Regions from separate parts of the Mus musculus genome. Here region 1 is linked to region 2. The links are chromatin contacts, called in public Hi-C maps. All regions are on one chromosome and are shown on one strand. The core of a region is the stretch at or near the end of the contact, and the rest is flanking DNA. Distances in the headings are between cores, read along the strand shown. Region 1 overlaps Crybg2 (crystallin beta-gamma domain containing 2). Region 2 has its middle 39 kb from the start of Hmgn2.

Region 1 (3,751 bases), core at 1,102-3,601, 150 kb before region 2:
GAATAAATAGAAAATAGAAGGCGGGGCATCTGGGAGGCAAAGGAATTCTGGGATAGAACGAGGCACGGGAAGATTCACCAGGGAAGACGTGAGGAGAATATAGATTAATATAGATAGGGTATTTTAGTTATGATCTAGTAAGAGAAGAACCTAGCTATATGGCCACGGTATTTGTAAATATATCTTGAGTCTGAGTCTTATTTCTGGAAGCATGGGGCTGAGAGGAAGAATCGGACCTAAGATCAACACCCTGGGGAGCAATACAATATAATTAATAATATAATTATAATTTTGAAACACTTAGTATGCAGATGTGGGGTGCTAATTACCATCTCCTATAAAGGGAACTGGAGTTCCTTAGGAAATTCTTGATTCTAGATTTGGGCAAGACACATACATAATTGTTTTAGGGGAGGGGGCATCATGTTGTGCCCCTGAAACAAGGATGTTCCCCAGACTACGGGGCCATGTCAAAAGGACTAAGAGACTGTGCTCCAAAGGTGGAGCGATCTGAGCATGCCCAGGAAGAGTGACTACACGGATTGAACATACCAGGCACACAACGGTCTCTGTTGCTAGTTCAGATCTCCACAGTGAGGCCCTGTCTCACAAACACTTTGTATTTAAATAGTATTATTGGGCATAGTAACACACCCAAGGAGACGAAGGTAGGTGGATCTCCACGGGATCAAAGCCAGCCTGGTCTACATGGTGAGATGCTATCTCAAAAAATTTTGCTTTCCTGGTACAGGCTCAGCAGTTCAAAGTGCATACTGCCCTTACCGAGGGCCCATGTTCAGTTCCCAGGACCCGTCTCAGGCAGCTTACAACCAACCACCTGTAAACCCTATTCCAGGAGATCTGATGTCCTTATATCTCCACAGATACCCATGGACACATATGCATATAAATAAATGTTTTAATTAAAGAAGAAGGAATAAATTTGGTAATTACCCTCTGGTAAAAGGAAAGGCAAGACTCATGGGTCTCACACCTATGCAATAGCAAGTTTATGTCATCATTACACAGACTTGCCAACAAAAATCAGACAACTTATCCCTCAATTTAGCTGCCAGTTGTGGAAAAAGAGAGAGATAGAGAGAGAAAGAGAGAGAGAGAAGATGGGAAGCATATGAGTAAGATGGTTACGTTCCTTCAAACAAACATATAGTAGCAAACAAGGAGGGGAGGAAGATTCGTGGACAGAACGGGGTCAAGTCAAGCAAGGCCATTTGTGACCTTCACTGGGTCCCGAGAGCAGCAGCTAATCCGCTGGACATGGACAGGGTCTATGTATGTAACTATGCCACTGACCTGTGCCTATGTGGGTGTGGAGAGCCTTTCTATGGCTCCCCCTCCCCCCCTCCAAACATCCCCAAAGCTTTCCTGTAACACAGGCACCTGCTCTAAAAGTTCGAAACAGGGTTTCTTTCTGTGTGGCCCTGGCTGTCTGGGAACTCATTTTGTAGACTAGGCTAGCCTTAGACTCACAGAGAACCACCTGCCACTGCCTCCCGAGTGCTGGGATTAAATGTGTGCCACCACTGCCTGGCTACTCTTTAGATTTAAACAAAACAACTTATTTTATTTGTATGAGTGTCTAGCCTGTATGGACGTATGGCCAATGCAGTGGTAAGAAGGTAAACTGCTCCTGTAGACTTCTAGGGAGTAGCTAGACTTCTAGGGAGTAGCTAGACTTCTAGGGAGTAGCTGGAACTAGAATTAGGATGGCTGTGAGCTGCCTGACCTGACTCCTTTCTCCCCTTGCCTCTCCCAGCACTCTGGGCTCTACCCAATCCACCTGCTCACCTGCCACCGTGGACCCGGCATGACTGGGGATGGAAGGAAGCAGGCAGAGAGGCTTGGTCATCCTCAAAGGAAATGTGGTCGCCCAGAAAGTTGGGGCCTGAGAAAAGCTGAATCTGGAAGACAGAGAGGTGACGAGGTTAGAGTGAAAAAAGAGGCGAGGGGCAAGGGTAAAGGCCAAGGGAAGTTTTGACACGAAGGCTGTGAAGAGCCTACCAGATCTCCGTGCAGCCGCCTCCTTACCTTCGTGACAAAGTGAAGATCGCTCTCCCCCACCTGAAGGAAGAGATCAGCGCTGTGACTGAAGGAGGAGGCCAGCCTCTACCCGCAGCCACTGAGATTCAAAACCATTGTGGCTATCCCTCAGTCCAGCATCGACAGGCTCCGCCCCTATTGAGACCCCGCCCCTAAGATGTTACTGCTCATAGCCCCGCCCCCTTACGGGGCACTGAGCCCCAGTTCCCGCCCTCAATATCCTGCCCACCCTCCTGCCTCCGTCCCTCCTGGCCAAGACCTTCCTCTTCCTGCCTTAACTAAGCAGCCAGGGCGAGCCACCTGGCCCCGCCCAACGGCCCGCCCCCGGTCACGCCCATCGCTCAGATACACACCTGCACAACTGGCTGAAGGGAGCCAAGGGCGCAATTGCCGGAGCCCCAGTCGTCGCAGTTACGGTACACGCCCTTCTCCAGGATGAACTGTTCGCCGGAGAAGCCAACCCGCTCATAGGCCACCCACCTGCGGGGAGGGCGTGGGATGGGTCGGCGAGGGCGGGGTCCGCAATGCTCCTGGGCCCGCCCTGCGCCTGGGGCGGGGATTACTCACACGCCGCTGAGCACGTGGATGGCTTGCGTGCTGGGTCCGTGCTGGGCTAGCTCCACATCCGGCAGTGCAGAACTCACCTCCACTCTGTGTCCCTGGAAGTCCATGTCCTCAAACAGCACCACGGCCGGGTCTCCAAAGTCCTGGGGCCCCCCGAGACAGTCAGGTTTCTCCCAGACAACGATGCAAACCCGTAGGAGTGCCCAGATCTCAGGGAAACCACCCACCCCGGGATTAGGTGTGAGGCATATGCTGGGGAAAAGCCACAGGAGGGAGGCTAGCTCTTGGGGGGCATTCTGCCGGGGAGAACAGACTGAGGGGTGCAAATTCTTCTCTCAAATTGTGCTGTGGACGTTGGGGTGTGGCCAAGCAGCCCAATTGCCTCTGCTCACCGTCCGGATGACCCGCAGGGAGGTCAGCAGCTCATCGTAGCCTCCCCAGTTTGACCAGTCAGCATATTCGCCCTCTTCTAGTAGGTACTGGTGACCCCGGAAGCCCTCCTTCTCATAGCCTACCCAGCTAGGGGAAGGGGAAAGATAGGCCAAGACACCGGTGAATCTACCAGACAGCCCCAGTCACTCTCCACCCACCAAGGGTAAAAACATGCAGGGACAGGGCAGATAGAAGAAATCTCTTCAATCCTCACCAGCCCCCAAGGATTCGCAGGGACCCCACGGAGGTCAGCTGGGGACTCTGGCTGTCCTCAGGCTGCTGAAGGTTGTAGATGTCTCTGCTTACTTCCCAGCTCTGCCCCTGAAAACCTGGTGCCTCATACACCACAGCCTGGATGAAAGGGGAGCCCCGGTGATAAAAGGTGAATCTGGCTTTCTAGGAATGGCTGTACACAACACCAACCTGGAGCCCCCATCCTCCCTGTGAGCATTGCTGCCTGTGTGCTCCGACCTCTAGCCAGATTCACACACCAAAGCCATAAACTGATGAGCCCACCTAGACTCCTGTGCCCTCAGCCCCTCAAGGCCCGGATCTCCTGTCCTGGTCACAGTGACAACCACTCAGACACACCAAATACCCTTAGATCTGGTCTGTCCCCCTTACCTTGGGTTCCCCTGGCTTCTCCACGCTTGGGCAGCCCTGCAAAAGAGACATGGCTGAAAGGCTAGTCCAG
Region 2 (3,720 bases), core at 574-3,073:
GAGGCAAGTGAGGCCTGGTTGGCAGGCCTTTTGAAGATAACAACTGTGTGTTTCCCATGCCAAGTATGTAACAATCATGCCAAAAGATACCCAGCTAGCACACTGCACTTACTGGGAAAGGGCCTAAGAATCTACTCTAACAGGAAACATTTCATTCTTAAAAAAACAAAACAAAACAAAAAACTGATTTTATTATATATGTATTTTTAAAGTGTGTGTGTGTGTGTATATGTGTGTGTATATGTGTATATGTGTGCGTTTGTGTGTGAATGTGTGTGTGTGTGGTCTCCTGTGTGCACATGGATGCCATCATCAGACCCTGGAGCTGAAGCTGAGGCAGTTGTGAGCCACCATATAGAAAGAATAGCAAGTTCTCAGGCCTGGCGTGGTGGTGCACACCTTTAATCCCAGCACTTGGCAGGCAGATTTCTGAGTTCGAGGCCAGCCTGGTCTACAGAGTGAGTTCCAGGACAGCCAGGGCTACACAGAAAAACCCTGTCTCAAAAAAAAAAAAAAAAAAAAAAAAGAATAGCAAGTTCTCTTGGCCACTAATTACCCCTGGACTGTCTCAGACCCATCAGCTCCCGAATAATGACACGGAGACTTCGTACTGTTATTTATGAGAGCTTAGACACTATAGCTAGGCATCTTCCTGCTAGCTCCAACCCGACTAGTTCCAGTTCACAACCACAGGGCCCATTCCCTCTCATTATCACTACATGTCTCTATCTCGAATCCTACCCCCGATCGATTCTTCCCACAATTCCTCCCTCTACCCAGAAGTCCTGCCTTTTCTTTCCTGCTTCAGCTATTGGCTATCAGAACTAATCAGAAGGTTATGGAGATGATGTCTACAAAATATTGAGACAGGTGATGACCCATAAAAGTAATGCCCAAGTATGGCCAGTACTTAACTCTCTGGGGGACAGAAATCAACGTTTGATTAATACATAGACACCCTTTACACAGAGTGCAAAATGATTATCCTGACAACTAAGCCTTCGATCCAGCCCAAAATTTCGTGCTTAATATTTTCCTGTCTTTTGTACCCATTATATTCCGTAGGGTCCAAACTACAAGTAGCAAAGTGAGGACAGAAATCAGGAATTGATAGATGTGTGAAATTTAAATAATGAAAAGGTCAAAAGTGTCTCAGCAAAGTTTCGGGGTTTTTTTGTGTTTTTGTTTTGGTTTTGGTTGGTTTTTTCGAGACAGGATTTCTGTGTAGCCCTGGCTGTCCTCAAACTCACTTTGAAGACCAGGCTGGCCTCGAACTCAGAAATCCACCTGCCTTTGCCTCCCAAGTGCTGGGATTAAAGGCGTGTGCCACCATGCCCGGTGCAAACAGTTTTAACAATCGACTCTATAGTGATTAATCTGTAAATATTATTAGAAATTTTGAAAAATAAATGCATTTCTTTCTCTTTTGACAGGGAGTCATTTAGCTCAAACTGACTTTGAACTCCCGACTCTCCTGCAGTATTAATTCCAAATGCAGGAGCTGGAGCAGAGGCCATAGAGGGACGCTGCTTACTGGCTTGCTGTCAGTGGCTTGCTCAGCCTGCTTCTTTAGAGACTTCAGGACTCAGGCCAAGGATGGCACCACCCACAACGGGCTGGGCCCTTCCCCATCAATCACTAACTAAGGAAACTCCACGGGCTTGCCCGCAGCCCGATCTATGAAGGCATTTTCCTGACTCTCTCATTTCAGATGACTCCAGCTTCTGTCAAGTTGGCATAAAACTGGCCAGCACAGCTTTAATCTTTGGGATTTCCTGAATTGTTCTACATACAAGTACAGGGTGTCTGTCTTCTATGCTTTTCCTGTAAACTAACCGGGAAAATCTATTAAAGCATAAAACAAATAGAGGGTGTGGTTGTCTACAGGAGAAGCATCACCGTGGGCTCGGGTAACTGAACCGGGGTCTCCGGTGAGTGGTGCTGCCCCAGGCGGTTGTGGGACCTTTGGGAGGAGTGGTCTTTGCAGGGGGAAGAACTTCATCCGGGCCTTTGAGAGGTTGTAACCCCACTTCCTCTTAGCCCCCTCTGCTTCCCACGTGAGGAGTAAAGTGATCTCTGACCTTCCTGCTCTAACTGCCATTTGCTACACTCCACAGGACTCTCTCTCTCTCTGTAATTGTAAGGCCGACTGAACACTTCCTAAAGTTTGCTTTTGGTCACAGCGGTTTTATACAGCAACAGAAAAGCAACTAATACAGACGGCGTGGGACCCTGGAATTCAAAGAACAAAAACCACCAAAGCCATAGCATCTTTATGATGGCCTCCACCGTTTCCTGTCATTGCCCATCACAGACAGGCTTATCCCATTATGACGTCATGTGTCCCTTCCTTCTGGGACTGCAGCTCAGTGGGAGGGGTTCTTGCCTGGCACACAGCTTGTCACACTTTGGTTCCCAGTGCTGCTGAAAGTGAGGAAACCATATCGAGTTTCTCTTTTCACCAGGCAATGGTGGCGCACACCTTTGATTCCAGCATTCAGGAGGAAGCCAGCAGATCTCTCTGAGTTTGAGGCCAGCCTGCTCTAAAGAGTGAGTTCCATGGGACTGGAGAGATGGCTCAGCGGTTAAGAGCAGGGACTACTCTTCCAGAGGTCCTGAGTTCAAATTTCTGTAACCACATGGTGGCTCACAACCATGTGTAATGATGTCTGACGCCCTCTTCTGGTGTGTCTGAAGACAGCTACAGTGTACTTAGATATAATGATAAATCTTTACAAATAAATAAACAAATAGTGTTCCTATCTCCAACCTGGAAAAGCTTGCCCTTACTAATTTATTATCAGCCCTAAACTACAGTGGCTGGTCCCACTTGGCCCCTGTCAAACATCAATGGCCACCCCCTGTAGTAGTAGTGGCCACAGGCCCCAGCTCCCCCTCCCCCAGCCCTTGCCTCGGAGACCACATGGTTTCTGTGTTCTTCCCCTCAAAAACATGGCAGAAAACCTCTCTCCTTTTCCTCCTGGCACCCAGAAGTCCCGCCTATAACTTCCACCCAGCAATTGGCCTCCGACTTTCTTTACTGGCAAATCAAGAACTAATTGTAGAACAAGACCTTAGCATCAGAACTGCCCTCTTCTTTTCTTTTCTTTTCTTTTCTTTTCTTTTCTTTTCTTTTCTTTTCTTTTCTTTTCTTTTCTTTTCTTTTCTTTTCTTTTCTTTTCTTTTCTTTTCTTTTCTTTTCTTTTCTTTCCTTCTCTTTTCTTTTCTTTTTTTTTCTTTCCTTTCCTTTCCTTTACTTTCCTTTTCTTTTTTTTTTTTCTTTTTTTTTTTTTGAGACAGGGTTACTCTGTGTAGCCCTGGCTGTCCTGGGAACTCACTTTGTAGACCAGGCTGGCCTCGAACTCAGAATCCACCTGCCTCTGCCTCCCAAGTGCTGGGATTAAAGGCGTGCACCACCACGCCCAATTTAGAACTGTCCTTTTCAAGGTCTTGAGTTCGGGTCCTAAGAACCTAGGGAAGCCTGTGTACTAGCATTGCACCCCTAACTTCAGCTTGCTTATGTAGTAGCACTGCACCCCTAATCTCAGCTTGCCCAACAAAACATTGGAGGCAGAGACTACAGACTCCCTGGAAGCTCCAAAGCCAGCCAGCCTGTTCTACAGGAAGTGATCATCAGTATAAGGCCCTCCCTCTAACATACACAAGTTGTCTTCTGACCCCTGAGCTTATTCATGGACATGCACACATGAACACGTATGA

What was found. A called contact is a pair of places that touch in the nucleus more often than the background predicts.
Region 1: a Hi-C map of the N1E-115 cell line shows a contact between it and region 2, with 8 times the contacts expected there. The contact joins two enhancer-like sites. A contact is called at or near these places in 7 of 484 Hi-C or Micro-C datasets (the N1E-115 cell line, Th1 cells, cerebral cortex and 2 more), 10 of 115 datasets of contacts at active chromatin or transcription factors (the 230-238 cell line, bone marrow-derived dendritic cells, effector CD8 T cells and 4 more) and 3 of 9 other capture datasets (adipose tissue, liver and pancreatic islet).

The regions. Positions count from the first base shown.
Region 1 is chr4:134,080,746-134,084,496 of GRCm38.p6, reverse strand. Crybg2 (crystallin beta-gamma domain containing 2) reads right to left here. Exons shown (of 20, transcript NM_001162970.1): 8 at 3,682-3,717; 9 at 3,272-3,408; 10 at 3,018-3,144; 11 at 2,629-2,768; 12 at 2,415-2,541; 13 at 2,050-2,082; 14 at 1,810-1,922. Among named protein-coding and RNA genes, the nearest start is that of Cd52, 12 kb to the left of the region's middle. Within about 2 kb of position 2,351, at least 220 of the 459 cell types and tissues checked have an H3K27ac peak or open chromatin away from gene starts, as enhancers often do. A contact at or near this core is called in the N1E-115 cell line, Th1 cells and embryonic stem cells, where this site is marked.
Region 2 is chr4:133,927,409-133,931,128 of GRCm38.p6, reverse strand. No RefSeq gene overlaps it. Among named protein-coding and RNA genes, the nearest start is that of Hmgn2, 39 kb to the left of the region's middle. Within about 2 kb of position 1,823, at least 100 of the 459 cell types and tissues checked have an H3K27ac peak or open chromatin away from gene starts, as enhancers often do. A contact at or near this core is called in the N1E-115 cell line, Th1 cells and embryonic stem cells, where this site is marked.